2 separate regions of the Mus musculus genome follow, and region 2 is linked to region 1. Evidence: chromatin contacts called from public Hi-C data. All regions are on one chromosome and are shown on one strand. The core of a region is the stretch at or near the end of the contact, and the rest is flanking DNA. Distances in the headings are between cores, read along the strand shown. Region 1 holds the start of Cplx2 (complexin 2). Region 2 holds the start of Cdhr2 (cadherin-related family member 2).

Region 1 (6,522 bases), core at 2,218-4,717:
CTCTGTACTTCTTTCTCTATCGATCCATCCTCACACCTTCCTTACATCTTTACTGTCCTTTCTCAGTCTCTTGGGTCTCCTCCCTTCCCCAAGCCTTTACTTTAACTATGACTTTCTTTGACTCTCTGCCCTGGAGTGAACCGGAGAGTCTTCCCCTCACCTCCTCACCTCCTTACTGCTCCTGAGACCTGCTGTTTTCACACACAGCCCACTTCACCTTCACCAGCATGGCTAGGAGACCCGTGCCTGACCAGGGGTGTCCACAGTCCTCTGCCTCTTTCTCTTTTCATAGCGTTTAGTGCTGATCATTACCCCTCCCCCACTTTCAGCCGTCTCAGATCTGAATTCCATGACACAGCACCCTTGTGGCTCCCGGGTCTCCCCAAACAGGTCTTCTGTCCTCTTCCTTGTTGGTTCCTTCTCTAAGCAAACTCTTCCTTCTCTTTCCTCTGTTCCTCCCATGGAAATCTCCCATCTGTGCCTACTGATTTAGGAGCCTTAGTTAGTCACACAGATGCACGGTGGCGTGGCGGCAGCTTTCTCTCCAAAGCCTGCACGTTTTTAACCCTCTGCTGTATGCTGTTTCCATTTCAGTCTCTGGGAGATCAAGCCTGTCCTTACAGGGCTCCCATCTTGTTCTCCTGCATGTTTTGCCAGAATTGTCTCAACCAAAACCTCCATTCACTACACATACACACACCCACTCACTCACTCACCCTGCACTCCTGAGTACCTACTGTCTACCAGGGGCTACGGAAGAGAACAGGGGCATTTTCCAACACTGGTCCTCCTAGCTGTTAGTTAACCTCATAGCAGAGCACACAGGCTTAGGTGGCCTTGACTGGGATAGAGGCACAGTCACTGTTTACCCGCCACCTCTTCCTACTGCTTTACTGCCTTGCTTCATGACTCTGTCTCTCCAGCTCGTCCCTATCTTCCACATCACCCTCAGATTCATCTTCCTCAAAGGCAGATTTGCTCACGCAAACTTACGACCCTGCAACTGGCTTCCCGTGGCCTTTGTTAAACCTACCACAGCCTGTGCTCCAACCTTCAAACCCTGCAGTCTGGAACGGGACATCTTTCTTTGCCTTTCATGTCTCATCTCTTGTACATTGCTGTGTCTTAACCAGCAACCCCCTGCCCCAAATGTTATTTCCACCTCCACCTGAGGCAGGGTGATTTGGTCGTACTAGTCCCACAGCCTCAGGACCGGTTAACCTCATCCCTGCTGGCTCAGATCTTGGCACTACTACTTATTAAATGATGTTGACCTGACTTAATGTTTTCTCATGTGTAAAATGGAGACGGTTGATGCCTCGTGCAAGGCCTGCTGTGAGCACCGAGATTATGCAAATCAGGTGTCTAAGCCAGTAAGTGTCCTTGTTGTTGTCATAGGCATCCACAACAGTGCCAACTTTTCTAAGACCCTTTGCTAACAGTACTTCCCTTCGTGCAGACCCTGTTCTCCCTGACACGACAGGATGGGTTGCTTTTGTGAGACCTAAAGCACTTTCTATTCATGCTCTTGCTGTCTGGGTATCGTTTCTTTGTGATCTGGGGAGCTTCTCTGTTGCCTGTCTTACCCATTTCACCTATCTGGAGGCTCCTCAGAGGATATCCTCTTCAGCGTGCTTGCTCAGTGGAATTTAGTGTTGTGTGCACGGGCTCAAAGCATGAGCCTGCATGTCTGATTCTAAACCTCTTAGACACTGGCGTGTGTGTGTGTGTGTGTGTGTGTGTGTGTGTGTGTGTGTGTGTGTGTGTGTGTGTGCGTGCGCGCCTGGAGCTACCAGGAGGACCGCGGGAGAGAGGGCCTGCAGATTGTGTGCAGTTGAGAATTTGGGCCTCACCGCCAGGAGGCGCTCCTCAGCGGTGCTGCGGAAAGCTGCCGTCTGTCTCCGCGCGGGAAGGAAGCTGGTGGGGGTGGAGGATGGTGCTGCTGGTAGGGTGTTGGACTGGGGGAAAGGGGGAGGGGGTGTAGGTAGGCTGATGCAAATGTTTCCATGCTGCCAGTCACCGGGGACCCAGGGCAGGCCCCTCATCTTTCCTCCAGACCCCACACTCCCACACCCCTGCTGTCAGTCCCAGCCAAAGGCAGCTAAGGCACCTGCTCTAGTTCCAGTTCGAGTCCCAGAAACCGGGCCCCTCCTTCTGACAAGCACACATGAGCACCTGCAGTGTTTGTCTTTGCGGCTGTTTTTCTCTGATTCAAGTACGGGCTACAATCACAACTCAATTCAACACTCCGTTGTTTTTTTGTTTTTTGTTTTTTTGCAAGGGACTCCACGCTAATGGCAGTGGCTGAGACAGAGGACGTCTCCCCTACTTCCCCACCCCACGCCCCTAGCAGCAAGACGTCTCAGAGGTGGCGGGGAGGGTGTGTGTGTGTGGGGGGGGGGGGGCGGGGGGTGCAGCGAGGTCCGGCCAGAGTAAAAGGATCAGTCGTCTGGGTCATGAAAGTGCGGGGGTTTTCCCCCCACAGAAGAGAGGGCAGGCTTCCAGGCGCCGCTCCCCCGGCCCTCATGGAGACCAACAGCTCTGCCCTGGGGCCCTTAGTTGGTCAGTGCGTGTCCCCTTCCCCCAACACTTGCCTCTCAATTCTGAACCTTCGCCTGCTCTTAAACTTTGCCAGGGAGAGGAGGGTCTGAGACTGAGGAGCAGCCTGTGACCCTGCACAGGCTCGTGCTACTCCAACAGCGCTCCTGCGGGAAGAGGACAAATAGCCCCCCTGCCCCCCACCGACGTGGCCTCTCCTCTCTCCACCTGGCCTCTGCCACCCTCGGGTTCCCTTGGGAACCGAACTCTACCCCTCGGGGTGACTCTCTGCTCCTGTAGCAGAGGGTCCGGGAGGGCTTCAGGGGTAGCCACACCCCAAGCAGCCGAGGACCACGTCCCCCACCCTAGTCTTGCGGGCTCGAAGTTGTTCTCCAGGTTCACACTTGAGTCTCCGCACTCGGGGCGGTCGGAGCTCCCCAAGCCCCACTGCTCCGGGTGCGCATCTGCCCACATCTTCCTGCCCCGAGTCTGCAGCTCCAGCGGTCCCCCTGGCCTCCGCGGGGAGCTGTCCCTTCAGCACCACAGCGAGCGGGTAGGGGCCGCAGTCCCAGCGCAGCGCCCCGCGGTCTTGGGGAGCCCCTCAAAGCTACACTGCCCGGCTTCCCCGCTGTTCCGGAGCCAGAGCGTTCCCCCACTGCCCCCAGCCCGGCTCCGCCTCCCCGGCCCACGGCCAGCACCGACCTGGTGGTCCCAGCAACCGTCTAAGCCACTGCAGGGCTCCGGCTGACTCCAGCAGGCGGTGCCGTGTGCTCAGCCAGCTCGCGCCGCTGCCTGGTGTAACTCCGCCAGGCAAGCTGGGGCCGAGGCTGCTGCCGCGGGCGGGCGGATGCCTAAGGCGCCCTCCAATCACGCCCCTCAGCCAGGCCCTGACGCCGTACAGCTTCTCTTCCAGAAGGGAAATTCAAAACCTCTCTCTCTCTCTCTCTCTCTCTCTCTCTCTCTCTCTCTCTCTTCCCTCCCTCTCTCTCTCCCTCCCTTTTCCTCCCTCCTGCACTCCCTCCCTTTTCTCCCCTCTCTTTCCTGTTCCCCCTCTCTTCATTCTCCTTTCCCTCTCACTGTCTCCTCCCCCTCATTTTCCCCTCTCTTCCTTATCTCCTTTCTACTCTTTTATTCTCTCCGCGTTAAGCTGTACCGATCTGCCTGCAGCTAGGCTTCATTCCCAACTCCTCCGTGTTCAAGAACCACAAGCTCGAAGGTTTGGAAGGGCTTTGGGGGCACGAGTGGAAGAAAGGATTTTAAAAGCAGAAACTCAAGTAATCACCTCTTCAGGAAAGTTCTCTTTGGTTACTCTGGGCACACTACGATAGGCACACTCCCGTTGGGGTGCCCAATTCCCTAAAGGAGCCCCAGTTTCAATCACCCCTTCTTTGTGCCTGGGAGCGGCTTCTGGACTAGACAGTCCACTGTCACATCGTTTCTGCAGTTTATGACTGTAGTGTCCAGCTATGCGCTCACTCCAGAACCACTGGTGTGTGGGATGAGGAAGGCCCTCCTAGTGGGTGAGTGGCTCTCTGCTCTGGACCCAGAAGCAGAAAGACTGCTGCAAAATTGCAGCGGGAACCCTAGGTGAGCTACTCCTGGTCTTCTGTAGATGTGTTATCCTCGGAAGAAGGAATAGTTCTCTGGTTATGTTATTCTAGAAGGCGCTGCTTTCCCTCCTAAGCCCAGGGAAGAGAAGGGAGTAGACAACAGGGGGACCCCTACTACTCGCTCAGCCTCCCCCCATACTCATCTTTCCCCCTCTCTCCTAATGAGCCTCTCCTTTCTGCCTGCCACCTATTGGCTCCCCGCCCCTTCTTTTCATCCAGCCAGAGGTGTAGGAAAATGGCTCCAGTGGGGAGGGCCTTGCACCTGGCCTTTGGAAGCAGTGCAGAAGTTCATGCATCCATCAGAGCTATGTCAGAGTGGGGATGACTTCTGCTTCTGAGATGAGATGGCTTCTCTCCCAGGAGCAAGAGCTGCAAGCTGCGGTAGGGCAGAATCCAGGGAGGGAAAGGAGGGGTTCACAGTAGATGCCTTAACGTGGGAGAAACCTTACAAGTCAGAAGACATCAGTGTGCACCCCCTGCTCCCCTGCAGACCAGGAGCTTTGTATGATGGCAGGGCCCCTCTATTTAGGTGGCCTAAAGTGTGTGTGTGTGTGTGTGTGTCACACGCTCCTGTTTCATTAGAGACACTTAGACTGGCCACTAATGCCCAAAGGGAGTTGGAAGCCAAGAGATCTGACATTTTAAGACCTGCAATCTTCCCCCCCCCCCGCACCCCTTCCCCTGCCTGCCTCTGTCTCTTCCTTTCTACAAGTTCTTCAGCAAACATGCTCTGTGAAGGGGGCCTGTGCCAGCTGCACTCTGGCTACAACTGGGGCTTTGCCTTTGACACGGACGTTGATCAAGCTAGCATCAAAATCCAAGTTGCACTTCAGATAAAAAGACAGAGTTCAGCCCTGGGTGCTGCGTTTTAAGCTGGGCTTGTGTAAGCACCGGGTCCATCCAGCTCTTGAGAGGAGGCTGGGCGGGGGCTAGTGAGGTTGAAGGGCCGGAGGGTGGCTTCCTACCCTCAGAACAGAACAGAGAGGGTGTTAGTCCTGGAAGGGCTGATGAATCTTGGCTAATTGAAATTGCCTTAGGTTAGTAGTTGGCAAAGTAGATGCTAAGGGTATGCTTGCTGAGGTGGATAAAATAACCAATGCAGGGGAAAACCAGAGCTACAGGGTTCTCCCTGTCCCCCCCCCCCGCCCCTGCCATTACTGGAGACAGCCTTAGGACAATGGGTAAAGAGAGGCAGGCTGTAGCTCTAAGAGGAAGACCCAGATCTCAGGTGGTGCTATCCAGCCCTGCCTGTGTGTCCCAGCTCAAGGCTGAAGCTGATAAGAGGACTGACCATCTGGGTGGCGGTCACATATGAATCCAAGCCTTTTGTGAATCTCTCTCTCTCTCTCTCTCTCTCTCTCTCTCTCTCTCTCTCTCTCTCTCTTTCTCTCTCTCTCTCTTTAAAATCCTCATTATTTGACATGAACTGAGCCTAGTCGCAGAAATCTTACTGATGGACAGAAGTTCAGCTTGGCCAAGTTTTGAAGCTTCGTCCTGTTGATCGATTAGGGATAACTCACAGCAGAGCTATTTCCCACAGCCAAACAGAGGTGTGGGGAGGAGTCCTTTCTGCCCGGACATGGTTCCCAAATTCTCTGTTATTATTTAAGAAAAGTAGCTGACTGTTCCAAATATCCCCCAATGATGATAATGCCACTAAACTCGGCCATGAACTACACCCCCAAAGGGCCTGAGGTGCCAACTTTGGGGCTTTTATATAAGTCACACTTTTTCATTTAATTTCTACAAACCATCATTTTCAAGATGCAGACATTGAAGCCCAGGGGGAGAAAGTAAGTCTTGAACAGAGCCAGAATTCCAGCTGATAGGGCACTGGGACTCATGGGCCTTCTAGTGCTCTGAGCTGCTTCTCTTCTGGTACGATCCGACCTTCTCTAACCTATGCAAGTGGAACGTTTGCAGCATATGTATAATGTGTGTGTGTGTGCACGTGTGTGCATGTGATATATCTCTATCTATCTATCTATCTATCTATCTATCTATCTATCTATCTATCTATCTATCTATATCTCACTGGTATTTATAACCATTCCTGTTGTCTGGTTTCTAACACACACACACACACACATGCCTGCAAGCTTTCGTGAGTGCTCGCACACACACACACACACACACACACACACACACACACACACACACACACCATATATTTACACTCAGATCAGAATGCTCCTGTCATGCAGACTGTGGTATCTCTTCCCCCTCCTGCCTCTCTAATCCAGCTAGCTCACTGTAATCGAGCGTGGGCAGGGGAGGTACAAGCAGGCAGCCTCTGGTCTTCACAGAGCGTTGAGAGCAGGGAGACGGATCCAGGTTTGGAAAGATTCACGATATGGTGTAGCTATGCCTTGGA
Region 2 (6,522 bases), core at 1,210-3,709, 330 kb before region 1:
ACCAGCCTTACCTCTATAGGCACAGGCACTCTCAAGACCAGACCCGTGCAAGGCTCAGACTGGCTGTGGGCCATACTTCCCACCCTTGGCAAGACAAATTCTTAGGGGACCCAGGTTTCACCTTCCAAGAGTGGATCCCTTTTCCTCTGTGGTATCCAGTACACACACACACACAGTACACACACACACACACACACACACACACACACACACACACACCCTGCGTTCTCTTTACCCTAGATTTGCATGTGTCTCTTCAGCCCCAAAGGCCCTCTTGTGTCCCTTGCCCATGTGCAAATTCTCTCTGTCCTTCAAGACTCACAGCCAGAGCCGCTGAGCTCCAGTCAGGGAACATATGCTACAGGTCATATGGAAGAAGGGAGGCCATGTGCCCAGGCACTGGAGCTGGGCGAACGTCCCCTAGGTGCCCTTTTCTCCTATGGAGGACCACAAGTCAAACATAGGCTCATGTGAGACACCACTGATGCCAGCTCCCAACCACTCTACTTCTTTAAATGATGGGAAACTGGGCCTGGAGCCCAGCCAGTATCCCAGTGCTCAGCAGAGAGGAGGCCCTCTGGTTCTATATAAGGCTGAGCTGTATTGAGAGACCCGTAAAAGGAAAGAGAAGCAAGGAGGGAGGGAGAAGAAGATAGGGATAGTGGAGAAAGATGAAAGAAAGAACAGATCTAGAACCTAGAAATCCCAGGTCCTTGCTCCCAGGCTCCCAGCCCACTGGTTTGGGGCTGGACAGGAGGCTCTCTACCACAGAGAGCATGGTAGCTGTGAAGGACACACCCTGGAATGTGGAGATGGTCTGCTGGACTCTATCAATATGTTCAATTACTTTGTGTCAGTTAAAAACAAAACTGCACAGCTATTCACCTATAAAGTGTCTGAGGAAAAGTCAGGAGCATAGGGGCTCCAGATCACTCTACGGACCCCCAGACCCAGGTCATGCTCTGCCAGGCCTGACACAGCAGGGGTTTCCTCTCTCTTGTCTCAGCGGACACATTGGCCGCAGTTCGACAAGACTCCAGGAAACCAAAGACTCTACAATTCAGTCGACTGGATGTGAAGACCCCAGGACATCTTGGAAGGCTACAGAGGAAGGGAGCCCTCCCCTGCTAAAGGCTCAGCCACGGGCGGGCTCGCTAACCCCACAGCCACCCCACCCTGCCTCAGCCTCCACAGCTCCCTGAGCCCTTCCTTTCGCTTCTGCTTCCTTCCCACAGCTGCCTCACAGGAAGGAAGCAGCTACCTCACAGTTACTCTCCATTGCCCTAAGAAAACAGAGATCAGATCAGAGGGACAGTCAACAACAAAGATAGAAGGTCAATCACCAGCTGCAGGCAAGGCTAGACCCAGGTACCATTCTGCTGAGCCTAACAAAGGTCTCTCCTAATTCCACCAGCCCAGCCAAGTGATCCAGCTCCCCAAGATACGGACCCAGGGACCTTTAAGTTTCCAGGGATACCGGGCTTCCTGTAGCCAGAGATGGTGCCCGCCCTCCTGGCTGCTTCCTCTGAGAGACGGGTATGGATCAGGCCCCAAGTTAGGATTTTAGCATTTCACATACTGTCTGTCCAGCACTGGGCGAGCCTCCCTTGTCCTCAGCTTTGGTTTTCCTCTGAGGAATGAGGTGAGAGCAGGCTATGGCCTAGGCTGGTCAGGGGAATGTCATTATTCTCTGATATGCTACCTGGGACCAGTCAGCATGTAAGTCCTGTTTGAAGACACAAGCTGGCCTGGCTGAGTCTTTACCCTGTGACCAGGACAAGGACTAAGTTAGGGTTGGGACCAGCATCGTTAGTCCTCCCTGAGGTGACCTAGCGTTTGATCTCTGAGTCTGAGAGGGACAGCCTCCGTACCCTGCCATATCTGATTCACGAGCCCTCCAGGGGCTACTAGTACTGTGCCCACTCCACAGACGCAAAGACTGAGGCCCAAAAGCAGTCAGCAGCTCACTCAAAGTCTGCATGGAGCTGAATGAAGATCTGAGCCTGGCGGAGTGGAGCCAGCCTTTCCTCCTCAGGCTCCGGGACAGATTCAGCCATCTTCCTCATCTTCTCCTTTTAGGTAACAGATGAGGTAGCCAATTCACTTCTCAGGGACTTAGGAAGGCAAACAGGAGGTTGCCACTGCCTAGAGAGGAGATCTTACCCTACATTCTAGAAGAAACAGGCTTCACGGGTAGCTTCATCAATTCCCGCCCTCCCCATGACAAGTAGCTAACGCCACAGCTAGCTCTTCCCCTTGGTGTTCCCTCCATACTCCAGATGCCAGGAAACTGAGTCTGAAAGAACTCAAAGTTTGCCTCAATCCCAAGGACAGCCCCCCACCCAGGCTTACCCTCGGGCTAAGAGCCCCCCCAGAAGCAGCTGATCTGGACAGCCCCTGGAAGGGGCCCAGAGGCAGTGATGTACACCAGTCACAGGTGGGCGCCGTCTGGGGCCGGCAGAACACAGCGCAGACTTTGGCACCATCTCCACCTCTTCTGAGCAATCATTAACCATGCAGAGACCACACCTCCTCAGAAGGCACTGGCTGTGACCAGAGCAGGCAAAACCCTGGAGGAATAGGCAGGCCCAGTGACAGAGAAGGGGCAAATGCCCAGCCCAGGGTCTCACTGCAAGCAAGAGGTGGTGACAGTCAGAGGTCATGTCAGGACCTTCTGTCCTCTCCTGGCTCATCTTCAGTGGGGACCTGTAGAGAAAGCGGTGTGGGGAGATCTCTTGGGATGAAGAGACTTGACAGCTATCAAGCCCTTGAGCCCTCAGGCCAAGCCCCGAGGCCGGCATGAAGGGGTACCCACCCTGCAGTTCCAACAAGGCCTTTTCAGCCCTGTATTTGTCCCCTCTAAGCAGGACATCAAAGGGCAGGGCCAACACTGGGCATAGTGGCATATGTCCTTAATCCCAGCACTCAGAAGACAGAGGCAGGTGGATCCCTGTGAGTACCAGGCCTAGCTGGTCTCTATAACCAGTTTTAAACCAGACATAATAAGATGTTATCTCAAAGAAACAAAAACAAGCCAGGCAGTGGTGCCTTTGATCCCAGGACTTGGGAAGTAGAGGCAGGGAGATATCTGAGTTGAGGCCAACCTGGTCTACAGAGCTAGTCCCAGGGCAGCCAGGGCTAGACAGAGAAACCCCGTCTCAAAAAACAAATGAAAACAAAACAAACAAACAAACAAACAAACAAACAAACAAAATCAAAGGGCAGGATCACACACTGCCCCAGGGGCTCCACACACTCCCAGTGGTGGCCTCCCTCGGGGGAACAGGTCCCCAAGTTCATTTCATCTTACCTCATAGTAGGAAGGAGGCCCATGCTGCAGCTCACCAGCCGTGCGCCCCTTCCTGGCTGAGTGGCTGCTGTTCGCTCTGGAGACCGAGGCATCCCTGTGCAATCCTGGTGTGCTGCTGCGGGTTCTCAGGAAGCACCAATCTACCCAAAGAGCTCATGGTTCTGCAAGGTCCCATTGAAGGCTGGCCTCACGTCTCTGAGGAAGGAGGAGAATCTGTATTTGCTGAGCACCTAGTGTGGGCATGTATTTTTCACAACCTACTTCCATAAGGGTTCAACCTCCCCTCTAGCCCACCACCCACCAGAGGTAGTAGGAAAGTTTATTAGAATATGGGGAAGTGAGTGGGCATGTTAGCACATGCCTTTAATCCCAGCACTCGGGAGGCAGAGGCAGGTGGATTTCTGAGTTCAAGGCCAGCCTGCCTGGTCTACAGAGTGAGTTCCAGGACAGCCAGGGCTACACAGAGAAACCCTGTCTCAAAAAACAAAAAACAAACAAAAAAAAGGATATGGGGAAGTGGACCTTTTTTTGTTTTAGATTTATTTTTTTATTTTATGTATATGAATACACTGTAGCTGTCTTCAGACACACCAGAAGAGGGCATCAGATCCCATTATAGATGGTTGTGAGCCACCATGTGGTTACTGGGAATTGAACTCATGGCCTCTGGAAGAGCAGTCAATGCTCTTAACCGCTGAGCCATCTCTCCAGCCCCTGGAAGTGGGCCTGTTTAGAAACAGTTCTTTGGGATCTTCCAATCTTCTTTCTCCTTAGTTCAGTCCACGAGGAAACACCAAACCCCAATCAGCAGCTGCAGTCCAGTCCACTCAACAGACATCACACACGAATCAAAAGAAACTGGGAGTCTCACCAACGGGCTGGAGCTTGCTGAAGCTGCAAGAAGCCACAAGAAACCTCAGGAGTTCTTAGACGAGTTTCTTTCCACCACAAGCAAAGCTCACCAACACAATGTAAGGCCAACCAATACATGAAGGTCGTCAGCGAAGACTAGCGAGTGAGGTGGAACCAGTCAATGCTCGAGCTCCCAGTGTCTGTGGAGTCATATTTATCATCTTTCTAAACATCATGCGTCCTTTCATGTGTCTGCTTTAGCAGAACAGCCTTTCATCTGTGTGCCCCGGCAGAACATTATTTGACATGACTGACTTTCCAAAGAAACCAAAAGTTTCCACTTCAACCTACTGTGTGCTTTACATTGTGTCTCACGGATGCTGGATACCACCAGAATAAAGGACTCTGTTTGCAGGGTCTACCCTCCCCCACCAAGGAATGGAGCCTAAATTCATGCTCGTGTCCCTTGATGGCTAGTGACTGAGAGGAGCCCACTCTCAGAGAGAAAATGCTGCCCTCCTCATCACTCCCCCATGGGTGTCCTCTGTGCTTCTCCCTGCCCACAAAGCATTCCCCTACCCTGACCTCCATCATGGGTACCAATGTGCAAATAGCCCAGGAGCCCTTATCCAGGGAATGGTCCTCTAGTTTCTTTTAGGAAACCCAGAAACGTGGCTCCTCCACTCCATGCTGGGTATGTGGCTAAGGCCCAGCCAGTCAGACTTAGGGCCACAGCAAACAGATAGGTTTGGTTATAAGAATGAGAAGTTAGCCATGTTGGCCTGTGCTTCTAATCCCAGCAGGAAGGGACAGGCAAGAGAATGACGAGTTCAAGGTCAGCCTGGGAGACGTGGTATCTTAAAATAAAAAGAAAGGAAAAAAGAAAAGAAGAAAGAAAGAAAAAAAGGAAGAAAGAGAGGAAGGAAGAAAGAGAGGAAGGAAGGAAGACAGAGGGGGGAGAGAGAGAGAGAGAGAGAGAGAGAAACAAGAAAGACAAGCAAATCTAATAATTAAGCTCAAATAAACGGCTTCATTTGGAATGGTTGAGAGCATGGATCCTCCCCCCCCCCCCAGTGTGGAGTCTAAACTGTAAAAAAATGACAAGGGCATCACACAGCTGTTTTAATGTCATGAAGGCAAATAAGTGAGATACCCCAAGACTAGGTAAAACAGAGGCCTTTAATCCATCAATCCATTGCTCTGGAGGCAGACCCTGTCTAAAAACAAACGAATAAGAAAATAAAAACAATATCTTCTTGGTGACTTTCCTTAGCTCATGAACAACCATGTTTGAAGTCCATCTACTGTAGAATTCTTCACCTAAACCAATATGTTGCCTTTTTTCTTTGTGTATTTCATTTCTGCTCTGACTACATTCCCCTTAGCCGTTAGAGTCCCTGCTCCTTCAATACTCCACAGATGCAAGGACAGGGGTAAGAGGCCAGAACTTGACTGTGGCCTCATCATCTCCCAATTGCTAAGCCTCTATCTGAGAGACCTCCTCTTCCTGAGTCCCTTAGCCTACATGAAACTGGGAGAGAAATCATCTCCCTCACTTCTTTTATTGTTCGTTTGCTTTTCAAGACAGGGTTTGTGTAGTCCTGGCCATTCTGGATCTAGCTCTGCAGACCAGGCTGGCCTTGAACTCACAGAGATCTGCCTGCCTCTGCCTCCCAAGTGCTGGGACTAAATACAGGCACATCACTGCTCAGCATCATAGGATTCTTATGAAGACTGGAGAAACATAGCCAGGGAGATGACTCAGCGGGTAAAGGAGTCTGCCACCAAGCCTGACCATCTGAATCAACCCCTAGGACCTACTTGGAAGAAGAGAGCCCACTCTGACCTCCATATGTGAGCTGTGGCACATTCGGGCTCCCCAGATGTAACTAAAAATGTTTAAAAGACCAAAAAAACTAGGACATCACTACTGGAGTGTGGCCTGGAGGACAGCAGACACACACACACACACACACACACACACACACACACGCATGCCACACTGCTGCCACTCACTTAGGCTCCAACAGACTGAGGTGAGCTTTCCTCAGCTGTATGCTCTGTCTTGTTACTACCATTAGGCTGCCTGCTAGTCCTGAGCAGAGCCATAGCTGCTTCACACTAGGTAGATCTGGGTCCTGTGTATCTGGTCATATAGATGGACACTTTGTCAGAATAGTTTGATCCCCAAACCCTCTCAAATTTAAAGCAAATGATTAAGATATATGTAGCTGGTTGTGCTGGCACACAACCTTTAATGCCAGGATTTGGAAGAGGCAGGTGGATCTCTGAGTTCAAGGCTAGCATGGTCTAGCATAGTGAGTTCCAGGATAGCCAGGTTAACACAAACCCAGTCTTGA

What was found. A called contact is a pair of places that touch in the nucleus more often than the background predicts.
Region 2: a contact with region 1 is called in a Hi-C map of pro-B cells, with 2.5 times the contacts expected there. The contact joins the promoter of Cdhr2 here to the promoter of Cplx2 in region 1. A contact is called at or near these places in 1 of 484 Hi-C or Micro-C datasets (pro-B cells) and 1 of 115 datasets of contacts at active chromatin or transcription factors (large pre-B cells).

The regions. Positions count from the first base shown.
Region 1 is chr13:54,368,294-54,374,815 of GRCm38.p6, reverse strand. It overlaps Cplx2 (complexin 2), which reads right to left and starts at 3,467. Exons shown (of 4, transcript NM_009946.3): 1 at 3,241-3,467. The region is part of intron 1 of LOC115488208 (a long non-coding RNA gene); the gene reads left to right.
Region 2 is chr13:54,697,400-54,703,921 of GRCm38.p6, reverse strand. It overlaps Cdhr2 (cadherin-related family member 2), which reads right to left and starts at 2,459. Exons shown (of 32, transcript NM_001033364.3): 1 at 2,353-2,459.